Regions from separate parts of the Anas platyrhynchos genome. Here region 2 is linked to region 1. A link is a contact called in public Hi-C data. All regions are on one chromosome and are shown on one strand. The core of a region is the stretch at or near the end of the contact, and the rest is flanking DNA. Distances in the headings are between cores, read along the strand shown.

Evidence for each region. Hi-C and Micro-C count contacts between places; a contact is called where the count stands out from the background.
Region 2: a Hi-C map of subcutaneous adipose tissue shows a contact between it and region 1, with 1.9 times the contacts expected there. The contact joins the promoter of ASCC2 here to the enhancer-like site in region 1. A contact is called at or near these places in 3 of 8 Hi-C or Micro-C datasets (liver, skeletal muscle and subcutaneous adipose tissue).

What each region holds. Positions count from the first base shown.
Region 1 is chr16:5,378,928-5,385,160 of IASCAAS_PekinDuck_T2T, forward strand. It overlaps MTMR3 (myotubularin related protein 3), which reads right to left. Exons shown (of 21, transcript XM_072024442.1): 5 at 6,171-6,233; 6 at 4,804-4,920; 7 at 1,769-1,801. Among named protein-coding and RNA genes, the nearest start is that of MTMR3, 39 kb to the right of the region's middle. Within about 2 kb of position 1,509, at least 3 of the 8 cell types and tissues checked have an H3K27ac peak or open chromatin away from gene starts, as enhancers often do.
Region 2 is chr16:5,428,836-5,434,337 of IASCAAS_PekinDuck_T2T, forward strand. ASCC2 (activating signal cointegrator 1 complex subunit 2) reads left to right here and starts at 1,598. Exons shown (of 19, transcript XM_038187371.2): 1 at 1,598-1,731; 2 at 2,836-2,931; 3 at 4,057-4,215; 4 at 4,533-4,703. The coding sequence starts at 1,618.

The DNA of each region.
Region 1 (6,233 bases), core at 259-2,758:
TCCCCATCTATTTCCTTAAAATTTGCTGTTTCTTTCTTTAGGGCAACCTTCGCATCAGTCTTGTAAATTTTCTTTTCCGGTCATAAAAACCTATCCTCTGATCCTCTTCAATTTTCAATCTCCTTCCTGTCCATTACTCTTACTACCCCATAAAACTCTGTAAAATTATCTGCCTCCGTCCTCCCATTTTTCCCACTAATAACCTCCCGGTTTCATTGTTCTGTTTTTCAGGCTGAATCACACCGCGAGGCAGACGCCCAGCGCCGTTCGTTTGCTCCTGAAAGAGCCATCAATTCTATTTGCAGGCTTCCCCATTTAATAGCGCCTATCTGAATAAAGCAGTGGAGAAGCAATCATTTTGGCTTTTATAAGAATAAACATGCACTGTTATCAAAGGCCAACCACATCACAGTAGAACATTATGCTTTTGCACTATGCCTCTTGACTGTCTCTTCTTAAAAAAAAAAATATATGTATATATTGTTTTAAACAGCAACATTTTACGACTCCATTTTTTACCTTTTTGGAATCATTTTTCCTTTTATTTTTTAATTGCTGGAGCTGTCACCTTGCTGCAGTACAAGATAGGTTCAGAGAAATATACCTCAAAATACGCTCAGGCTGTTTGGTAGCACATTTGCTCTTGAAGGATCTGATTTGCTCTCTACCCTGCACACCAGATGGCCTCAGACTACTGGGTACCAGGTGGCACCCAAGGGCCATGAGCTGGAATTAGTATTTCCTTGTTGTTTTTCCAGTTCGGAGCCAGAAATAATGTTAGGGTTCTGCTACGTACTGGTTACTTCAACAGCACGGGGCCAAGGCTATGTGCTGTACATCCTGAAGCGTGGTGGAAGATGGAATATGGACGTACTGAAACGGCAAGGTCAGCTCAGAAGGGCTCAAAGGACTCCTGTCGATGGAGGGAGTCAAATCCTTCCAGGTGCAATCTGGTTCATACAGCCTACAAAGAGTACCTGAAGCACATTTTGCTTTTAATTGCACCTAGGTTGCAGTTGGGTTTTGCCTTGCGGGTAGTTATTTAGTCCCTTTCTCTGTTTTGAGGACCAACACACATGCAACATGAACAGTCAGACAAGCAGGACCTGGGGACAACACTAAGCTATTGCTCAGCACAGATGACCCACAACTGTAATATAAGGCTGGGAAGAAACCAGACAAACCATTTTTCCACTAAAGGCCAAGGGAAAGCTCACGCTAAAACTCATTAGATCCTAAAGACTGAAAATCTTCCTCATCTTGCCAGTATGACTTTTTTTTTTTCCTCCTGTGTCCAAAATCTGGGCTACATTCAAACCCAGGGTTTCATAGAATACACTAACATTTTAATTCCCCCATAAATGCAATTAGCTTACACAGAGAAAAATGATTAGACAGAAATACCAGCTGTAAAGTTTGAAATTTTCTTAAGGAAAGCCAATCAACAGAGAGCAGCCTGGGAACCAAACTTGTTATGTGCACTGAGATATCACTGTTGAGTCTGCATTATAATCCCATAGATAAATACAAGGCAACACTTTTGAATGCCGTAATCCCTCCAATTTATGCATGGTCTAAGGGATCTTTTGTTTTTGCATTTAAAACTCCATGTCCCTGTTACGACTCAGATCTAGGAAATTATCCATGGAAAGGACTTATGCATACAACCCTTTTCTGCAGTGTTGCAAGGTGAGCATTATCGACATTTAAATGTATTTATTTTCAAGCACAGGTGCAGCAAGTGATCTAGCAACATTGTGCTACTTACTGAGGTTTCACAAGCATCGTTTGGACAGCCAGTCTATTGAATTGCAAACAAAAAGAGAACAGTGAGGTACAAAAACAAAGACTAGGAATCCATTTTTAACTGGATCCCATTTCTTTCATGCAGTTGTCCTTATTAAGGTACAAGTAGTTGGCGTGCATTCTGCTTTCCCTGGAGGTCCATTCCTACAGCTACTGCACAGGAATATTCCACCTCCTGCAAGAGGCCGTGCCTGCCCAGAACAGCTGCACACCCAGCCACTGGGAACAAACACTTCTCACAAGTGTTTTTACTGTAATACAGATGCTTGCTAACAATCTTCTTTCACATACACAAATACCTCTCTCTGCTGAGGTGGGAAAGTTGGTACTAAATCCGGCCTTAGGGTATTGATTTCTAGAAAAGTCACTGAAAATTAAGAATGTTTTCTGAATAGGTCTAGTGATATAAAAATAGAAAAGGATTTAGATGAATGTGATCAAACAGTACTCAGCAAAGATTTCATTTAGAAAATCACCAATAAAAATTGATCAACAATAACCAAACTGATTATTATTCCAAACTTTAGCAACTGAGATATGGTTCCTCATTACTACAAATACCTTTTTATCTTTACAAGTATTCCAAATCTTGTCTGCCTTGAATTCTAGTACCGGAGAGTTCACAGTAAGTAATTAGTGATGGCCATATATGATTAGAGAAGAACAATCTATATTCTACTCTACCTGCCACACTACCTAATTGAATCTTTCTCACTAATGATGACAAACAAAGCAGGACTAACAACCTCAGAGACATCAGACGGAGTTCTTACTCAGGCCTTACAAGGTCAGAACACTGCACATCGAAGTCAGTGAAGCAACACTAACATGGTAATATTGACAAAATTTTGTGCTGTCTTTCCTGAACTCAAACAAATAATATTTTAAGAAAACGTTAATTTTTGTGGCTGTTCATAAACATTACATTGGCAATTCTTCAAAAATTATCCTCCAATACTCCTAAGGACAGACACAACAGTAAGTGCAGTACATTCATTAGTGCCTTATCTAATAAAGTAATTCAGTCGTTTCCTGGCATTCCCAAGGACAAACTCTTGATTTTTAGAATTACGCTCGTTTCTCATGTCTCGGCTCCTTGTTTATAAATATTCACTCCTTTCCACTGTCACTTCTACTTGCCAAATTCATACAGCAGTTGGACTCTGAATTAAAAAATAAGTAAAGCTAACAGTAAACACTACAGTAATAGTTTTATTGTAGCAGGCCTATTGGTAGAATTCAGCCTTAGAGTTTATGTTCATATAACAAAGATATGGACCCCTATAAAATGCACTCCTCATAATGAGTCTTCCGTTTGTTGGTGACAGCACGGAGGGATGCATCTGGCTGGGCTGCAGCTGAGACATCCCAGCACCTAGCTGACCCTTGGCTCCCATCCCCAGGTGCACGTACAGATTAACTTCCAAGTCCCAAATCGTAACCCAGGACTGACTATGGAATAAAGAGGCGGAAAGTAAAGCTATGCTACCTCTGCATATACACATACACCATCTCCTTTGTATGGTCAGCAGTGGAAGATAAGAGCCCTTAAATGTCCAATTAAATTATTGCCATCAGAAATTTCCTGCCATCGTTTTAAATTAACTGCCGTGTTCAGAAATAATACGTTTGCTGAAAAAAAATACACCATCACGAACTCTAGCACTTTACGTGTGCTTTTTATATTATGCTGTACGCAGATGTTCACTAGCCAGCAGATACGCCTGTTCAGCCCATTATGTTGACAACTCATGAACTAAAAGAGCACTTTATGTGATTAATGGTAACAATGACAGGCACACAGAAGTCTGTAGGTAATAGAGCCATACGATTAGAGACAACGTAAAACAGTGAAGCTTTAGTTTTAAACAATCAGTAAACAACGTTTTTATAGAATTAATAATTTGGCTCTGGCACAAAACAATAAAAGAACAATTTAAATTTAAGACTGATGTGGTGTCAAAAGTTAACACAGCTACGTGCACAGGAAATCTCACTGATGTTCCAGACCGCTGTGCTGCATGTGTCTCAGTCAAGTATGTGACAGCACCTGACAATTCTTATGCTTTGTTGCCCTTGCTTTTGTCCGCTTTAGAACAACACGCATCAGTTTCGGTGTTTTACATTTACACTTTACAGCTCAGGATTCATGACTGACACCTTGCAATTGTCCACAACTAGCTAGGGTCAGGACTTGACTTGAACTAAGGAGATTGGTGAAAAACCCATCACCATGGGGGAAAAAACGTGCTTAGATTGCTTGGATGTGTTTTGCTGGTTTTATTATAAATATTTACAGAAATACTTCTGTGCCATGTAGAATGTCCTAATGAATTCTACATAGTTCACAGCTGGTACTGTAACTAGTAAGACTGGCACATGTCAATTATACCACTGTAAGGAACTTCACAATGCCCATTTAATTTATGTTTATATAACATTTCTCTCTATGACCTTGAGTACCTAGATATGTAACAATTTTTAAGAATGGATCTAAAGCTCTATGAAGAAATGCACAGGCATCTGACAAGGAGGTAAAATTCACAGATCTCTTGCTTTAATGATAGCACCAAAACCATTCACTTCCAGGCATCAAGCTTCAGTAGCTAAACTCTTCCAGATTTTCTTGGTGAAGCTTCTCTAAGCAAGCTATGAACCTAGCTTAGATGCTGCAGACAGCCCGTAGGAAGACCCTGGGCTTGTCTACTGACCATATACAGAGCTTAGGAGAACATCTTGCAGACTTAGCCAGTTATAGAGGGACCATAAAGTTGATGAGAAGTGTCCTTACAGAGCCTCGTTTTCAGAGGTGCTGAGCCACCTTTTGATGTCTAAAACCACATCTGTTTTCTGTGAAAAATGCGACTTGAGCATCACAAAGAGATTTTCTATTACCACTAACCTTAAAAGGCAGGATCACTGTACTGTCACCTAATTCTTTTATTTGGATTGGGTTCAAAATAGCTGTATTACTGTAGTAGCATGAATAACACTTACGTTCACAACAGACTCCTTGAATTTGATGTGAAGTCTGTAATTAGAAAGTGCAATGATGGCATCCTCTGCTCGTCCTACATACTCTGTACTCTCACCATGAAGTTCAATGAACGGGACCTTCAGAATGGCAAGAGAAATCTTTTAGAAAGCATTTACCAAAACCACATACCTCCTATAAATACCCACTCAAGTACACAATAACAAAAGAACAAACTGAAATGCTGCTGAGAACTCAAACCTAGCTATTATTGCTAAGAAGGAATTGCAGCCTCTGTTTTATAAAATTCCTCTTTTTCTCATACTTTGCCTGAGTAGAATGTGCTTGGTTAGTTAAAACAGTGAATTTTTATTAAAAAAATTGAGTAAATCATCTTCACATTTTGGCAAGCAGTCTGACCTTCTGATTTATGCTCTTGCTCCTTACTTCATGGAATGTGGCATTTCCACAGTGTTATTAAATTCATCCCAAAGTGAATCATGCATAACCTTCTACACTGTTGGTCCCTTCACCAAGCAAGCTCAGACAACCAGCTTAGACTGGATACCTAACTGCTACACAGTGGAAATCAGTTGGACAAATCATACATTTTGACTTGTATTTCTTGCTGCAAACAAGAAAATGCATGACATGCTGCTGTTTTATAGGTTGGAAAGAAATTATGATTGCAATCTTATTATGCTGCACCTAAAAACTGCAACTGCTTAACTAAAACCAAGATTTAAACCCAATTTAGCTGAGTTGAGTGAAACATGTCTAAGGGCTCAACTTGAAACAAAACTGGTTTTGCAATGACTTAGTTTAAATTAATTTAAAATATTTTCTATTAAAATGAAATAAACTACCTCTTTAGTTGATATAAGGATGTTTACATGACTATATCACCTGAAATAAACTGATTTCAAAAGAAACTTTGGAAAAACAAAAGAAAACAACAAAAAAATCAAATTTGTGTAACGTAAGACATCTGGTTTCTTTGTAACAAGGAGTAATGGTACAATTTGAACAACAGTGTTAGGTGGGAGGTTTTTTATTTATTTTATTGAAACATAAAGAGTTCCAAACTATGTAGTAAAAACCTTCCTTGTGTTGGTAGACAGGGATTATTAGTAGATTCTCAGTTCAGGAATTAGCACTTGGAATTACGACATTGGTATATGGTTCTACTTTTCAGACACTGAGGAAACTCCTGCAACATACTGCACAAGCACTCTGTCCTGTCCAAATGTACAGGAGTCTTTGAACAGAAATTGTTTCTCAAATAACTGTACTGACTCGCAAATTAAAATTCTGCAGGAGAGACCAGAAAATACCCAGCTCAACAAGTGACATCGTGATCTCAACTGGCAAGAAGCACTGTGGTAATTACCTGAAGGTTCTCATCCTCTCGGATAAGCTGCTTCCTGGGAAAAATCTGATTAGCCTGGATGCA
Region 2 (5,502 bases), core at 348-2,847, 50 kb after region 1:
GCTAAAGATTGGCTAAAATTGCAAGCTCCCCAACAACCTGGTGTGACATTTAAAGTGCAAATCAATAGTACCCTGCGGAATGTGAAACGCAACACAGCCTGTCCATGCTGCGTTCTTGCTAGAGAGAAAATGCCAGCATGCTAATAAGAAAATACCGAATGTGACAGTGCTGGGAAGGAGAAGCTGGCAGCCAGCTTTCTCCGTGGAGCTGATGGAGGCCCCTTGGGTGTTCTCCCCCTTCCTTCCTGCTGCTGTGTGTGAAATGCAGGAGCAGGGACATCTGTAATGTGGTTGCACACCGAGATACCGGCTGTCCGGTGTTTCTGAGGGCGTTGGATTGGGGGACTGGGAGCTGGAACCTCGTTACCATCTGATTCCTAATTAGCCATGTGACAGAGAGCACGATGTGGTCATCTCGAGTCTGTGTGAAGTTTAGGAGGAGGTCCCTGCAGCCGGGGGAGAGACCCGAGATGCCAGAGAGCACCTGTATGGCAGTGAGAGTCGGATGCTTTAGGTCCCAGACTTCATCTCCCTTTCATCCCAGAGGTGATTAAAGCAGGCTGAGCAATGTCTGATTTTGGAGTTTATAAGCTTGACTAACGTGATCTCTCATTAAGATCAACAGAGCTTGTATTAAGTGACAAGAATTAAGCTTGTCCTGCAGCATCAAACTGGTGGCATCCAGTAACCTCCCTCAGCAGCAAAGGGGAAACAAAGCTGAAGAAACAAAAACAAAAACAAAAATAAAGCTGAAGAAGGGGGCAGCGTGGCCACGGGGGCTGCTGGCCGTGCCACCTCCCTGGGCCCTTCACCCAGGGCTCTCCTTTAGCTCTAGAATGACTGAGACCCACCTGGGGACAGGGTGACCTGCTGGCCCAGCTGGTTCCCTTTCGAAGGATTGCACTGTGCTTTTCCTCCCCCTTAAATACAATGCTGTGGGTGCAAGCAAAGTCCCAAATATTTTATTTTATTTTTTAAATTATTTTGACGCTGTTGGCAGGAGGCTGTACCTACAGGTTGCCCGCAGCCCCCTGCATGGCCCTGTGTGGGGACAGACATGTGGTTACAGACGTGTCCCTCAGAGGGACACAGGGGATCCTGGAATCAGAGGGTCATTAGTGTTGGAAGAGACCTTTGAGATTAGGTTGGATATGAGGAAGAACTTCCTTACTGAGAGGGTTGTGAGGCATTGCAATGGGCTGCCCAGGGAAGTGGTGGAGTCACCATCCCTGGAGGTCTTTAAAAGACGTTTAGATGTTGAACTCAGCGATATGGTTTAGTGGAGGACTGGTTAGTGTTAGTGTTAGGTCAGAGGTTGGACTGGATGATCCGGAGGTCTCTTCCAACCTAGACAATTCTGTGACTCTGCCCATCTGCTCTTTCTGACAGAAACATCTCCTCATTTCCAACCTAAACCTCCCCTGGCACAGCTCGAGGCCACCCCCTCTGATCCTATCACTATTTATCGGTGAGAAGTGGCCGACCCCATCTCCCATAACCTCCCCTCAGGCAGCCGCAGAGCGCAGCGACCCCCTCTTCCTCTCCCCTCCCCTCCACCCTTCTGAGGGCCCGGCCAAGGGGCGAGGGGGCGTGGCCTGATGGAGGGGGCGTGGCTTTATGAGACCCCGCCCCCTCTCCCTTGTGGCGGCCTCCCCTCCACGGACTTCCGGCCGCCACCGGAAGAGCCGCGGAGGACCCGGAAGCGCGGTGCCGGCTGCCCGCGGCCGCACGGTGACGGGGCGGGGACCGGGGCCGGGCCCGGGGGCTGGGCCCGGGGGTGTCGGGGGGCGCCTCGGGGGGCGGAGCCCGCTGGGTGCCGCTCCAGGGAAGCCGCAGGGCCGTGTGTTGGGCTCCCGGGGAGGGTTCCCCGCGCTCGGGGCCTTCCAGGCCGGGCCCGAGCCTCCCGTGGGGGCAGCGCGGGGCAGGCCCTGAGGTGCCTCAGGGGGGTGGGGGAGGGGCGGGGGGGGTGCGCTCCGTGCTGCCAGCCCCCGCTTCTGCCGTTTGGGGTGTTCACCCCAAAATTACACCAGCCGCATAAAGGGTTCTCGCCGCTTTTCCAAGCCGTGCCGGTCTCGGGTGTTTTCGTTTCGGTTTTCTCACGAAAACGTCGGGCCCTGAAGTGTTAGGTGGAGATGGAAGGCTTTGTTATCTGGCAATTCCCATTTTTTATTACTGTCTGAAGCTTTTTAAAAAGACACACCAGATCTCTTTCCAATAACTAAAGCTTGACTTAGAGTCAGTTTCAGAGCACTGATCAAAACGCTTCTGTGTCTACAAATGCTGTTGACAAGTGAAAGGTGGATCTCTGAGCACACACAGGACACTGGCAAGGGAAGGCTGAGTCTTGTGAGCTCACGCTATGTCCCTGATGTGGCTGAGTACAGAGGGAATCTGCCACACAGGAACCAAAACTTTCCTTTTGGTATGCTGTGGGCAGGCTGTCGTTTGGTTGCCGCTCCAGTTCGTGAGACAGGCTGCAGGCATTAAAACAGCCTGCCAGGCAGGCAGTTCCACACAGCTCTTCAGGAGCCAAGTTTAAAGGTGAAGCTCCCATAAACCCGCTTGTTGTTGTCCCTGGGGATGTGTGTGGCCTCCCTGCTAGCAACAGGGATGGAAGCACGGCACCGTGTTACACGTTTCCTCCAAGGCATGTGCAGCTGGCTCCTGGGTGTTCCTTAACGGTTTGGTATTAGGGTGGTGTGAAAATTGCTCTGTGCAGGCGTATTTCCAGCCGCCGTGTGTGTTATGGGGTGGGGGGGGCTGTGACCTCTTTGGTTGACTGAGCTTGTAACACGCATCCTGTGCTGCTTTTGTTTTTCTGTTTGCCGTGGACAGGAGGAAGTCAGCACGATGCCAGCCCTGCCCCTGGATGAACTCCAGCTGACAGAAAAGGATCCCAAGACGGGAAAGCTGAGAACGTTACCGGCACTGGTGAGCTGTGTTTTTCCTGAAAGCCAAACAAGGCCTTGAACAAATGGCTGTCATATATTGAGACCTGGGTAAAACTGGTCTTTGGCCTGGGATATGGGGAAATTTGGACAGCTTTCCAGTTCAAGACACTTTTACTACGTTCAGGTAGTGAGTTTTCATTTAACCACCATCAAAACAAAAATTCTCAGCTGTGTTCAACATCGGCAATAAATGGTGTTGTCCTCAAACTCCTCATCCAAGGAGCAGCCTGGTGAGCAATGGAAGCTGCTGCAGAGGAGAGAACGCTCTTGGAGTTTTTGCAGGCTGAATGCAGCGTAGTTCAGAGCCAGGAGAACTTTGTGCTTACTGAGTCCTCCCGCCCTCTGGCTTTGGGTTGGAACCGCAGGGTGGAACTTGAAGTCTCTGCCTCATGCTTGTGCCCAGCATGAGAGTGGCCTGCCCGTGCTGCCACATAGGAACATCCAAAGTCATGCACAAAATGACATCCGCAGCTGGCCTTTTCTTCAAGAAACACGGAGGCTTGGGCAGAGCCTTCTCTGGGGTGTGCTGCAGAAGTGGGGCCTGCTGCTAACGCTGCTGGCTCAGTTTACCCTGGGTGTTTGTGTGGGCTGAGGCAGAGCTCAGAGCTGCTGCTCGTTACCAAAATGCCTCTCGTTCCTGGCTGGGGGAATTTGGGTAAACCCTGAGGAAGGGGAGGAGGAAGTTTCTTCTTTGTATACTGTGGTCGTATTGGGGTGACTTTGTGGAACGTTGTGCGAGAAGTAGCTTGGAGGAAACAGAGAGGGCACAGACAGCATTTCATAGGCATGACATTAAGCTGCTGCTGTTTGTTTTGGAGGTGTGGGAGGGCTGCTTTGCAAGGCTTTCGGTTAATAGAGTGCAAGGAGCATCATCTGCTGAATTGCAGAGGTCTGAAAATATTGCCGAAAAGGAAGGACGCAAAGCTGCTGATCTGCTGTCTTTAAAAATCAGAAAATTGGAAGTTGTCAGGGAACTGAGTGACAAATTGTATCCAAGTGGGGCTTTTGTGGCAGTTTCCAAAAACTCAGCGAGCAGCGCAGATGGTAACTGGGCATTCCTGTCGCTCGTTCCGTGGTTTTAATACCGTGTTTTGGCTTTCTGCAGCACCCAGAAATAAAAGCAGATCGGTCTTTTGTGCTATACAGACCGCCACCTGTTGTCAGAGATCCTGCCTTAGTGGAAGAATTCCTGGAGCGAGCGAAATTCATTGCAGATGACCTGGACTGGCTCCTGGCTTTGCCTCATGATAAGTTTTGGTGCCAGGTAATAATTGTTCATGGATGCTGGAGGAAAAATGTGAATGGTCTAGGGGCTGGCAAAAGGCACGGATTTTAAATCATCTTCATAAAGACTTTTGTACCCTCGGTATGTCCTTTATCAAGCATTTTAGTTACTGCACCTTAGATTGCAGATAAAGTAGCATTTCCCCGCAGGTTCTTCACTGTTGATTTGAAGAGTTTGATTGTGTTTCATGGATGGGTGAATCTGAAGTGTTTTGGCTTCTCGGTTTAACTGGGCTGCCTGCAAGTGCAGCCTCTGACTGTGCTGTTCCCTCCTTTCCCCTCTGCCTTCTGTGCAAGGTGATATTTGATGAGACGCTTCAGAAGTGTCTGGATTCCTACCTGAGCCATGCTCCTCGCAAGTTTGATGTGTTGTTGGATTGCTATTCAGAGGTGAACGACATGCAGAAGCGCCTCCATCGGAGCGTCTTCCTGACTTTCCTGAGAATGTCCACTCACAAGGAGTCCAAGGTAAACATTTCTGTGCTTGACAGGCACTCCAGGCTGTGTAGCTTAGGAAAAAAGGCAACTGGAGAAATTAATTGTGATTCTTATTTGCATGTCCTAGCTGCATTCCTCTCCCTGTCTATTTTTATCAGTCTGCTGCTCTGTGTGGAGGTGATAACCACTCAGAGCTGAGGCATCTGAACTATGTGATGATTTCTTAGGAAGGAGATCCAGGCAAACAACTCTCTAATAGCAGGTTAGCGCCCTGTGGTGCTGCGATACGTTGGGGTGAGAGAAGAAAGAGCAAGCTGGCCTTTGTGGCTGCGTGGCATACAGGCTTTGCAGGCTGCCGGTGGCTGAGTATTCACTGCCTCGGTTCCCCTGTGCCGTGCAGTGTCACGTCATCTGTGCTAACGCTCGGCTCTGCTTGAACTTTCTCCATGTTTTGGACGCACAAAGAAATTGCTCTAAATTACTGTTTTCTTGGCATCATAATTGGGAGGCGTACTCATCCCTAATTGTGTGAGTGCGACTCCCATGAGCGGCCGTGGAATTTTCACAAGCCTTTGGGCAGGATGAGGCACCTTGTGTTGTGGCAATTTACTCCCTTGATATCTTCCTTGGCTCACTTGGTGTTACTTGCCGGTGCGGTGATTCGTGTGATTATCGCCGTGGTGACATTGGGACACGGAGGAAAGGTTTTGGGGTGGGAGTCGGAGCAGGGAGGGAGCAGGTGAAAGGAATGCTGGAGCCTGCAGCTGGCACCGCCTCAGCAAAAGTACTCGACACCTCTATGGTGTCTTTCATTCCGGGATCTGATTAA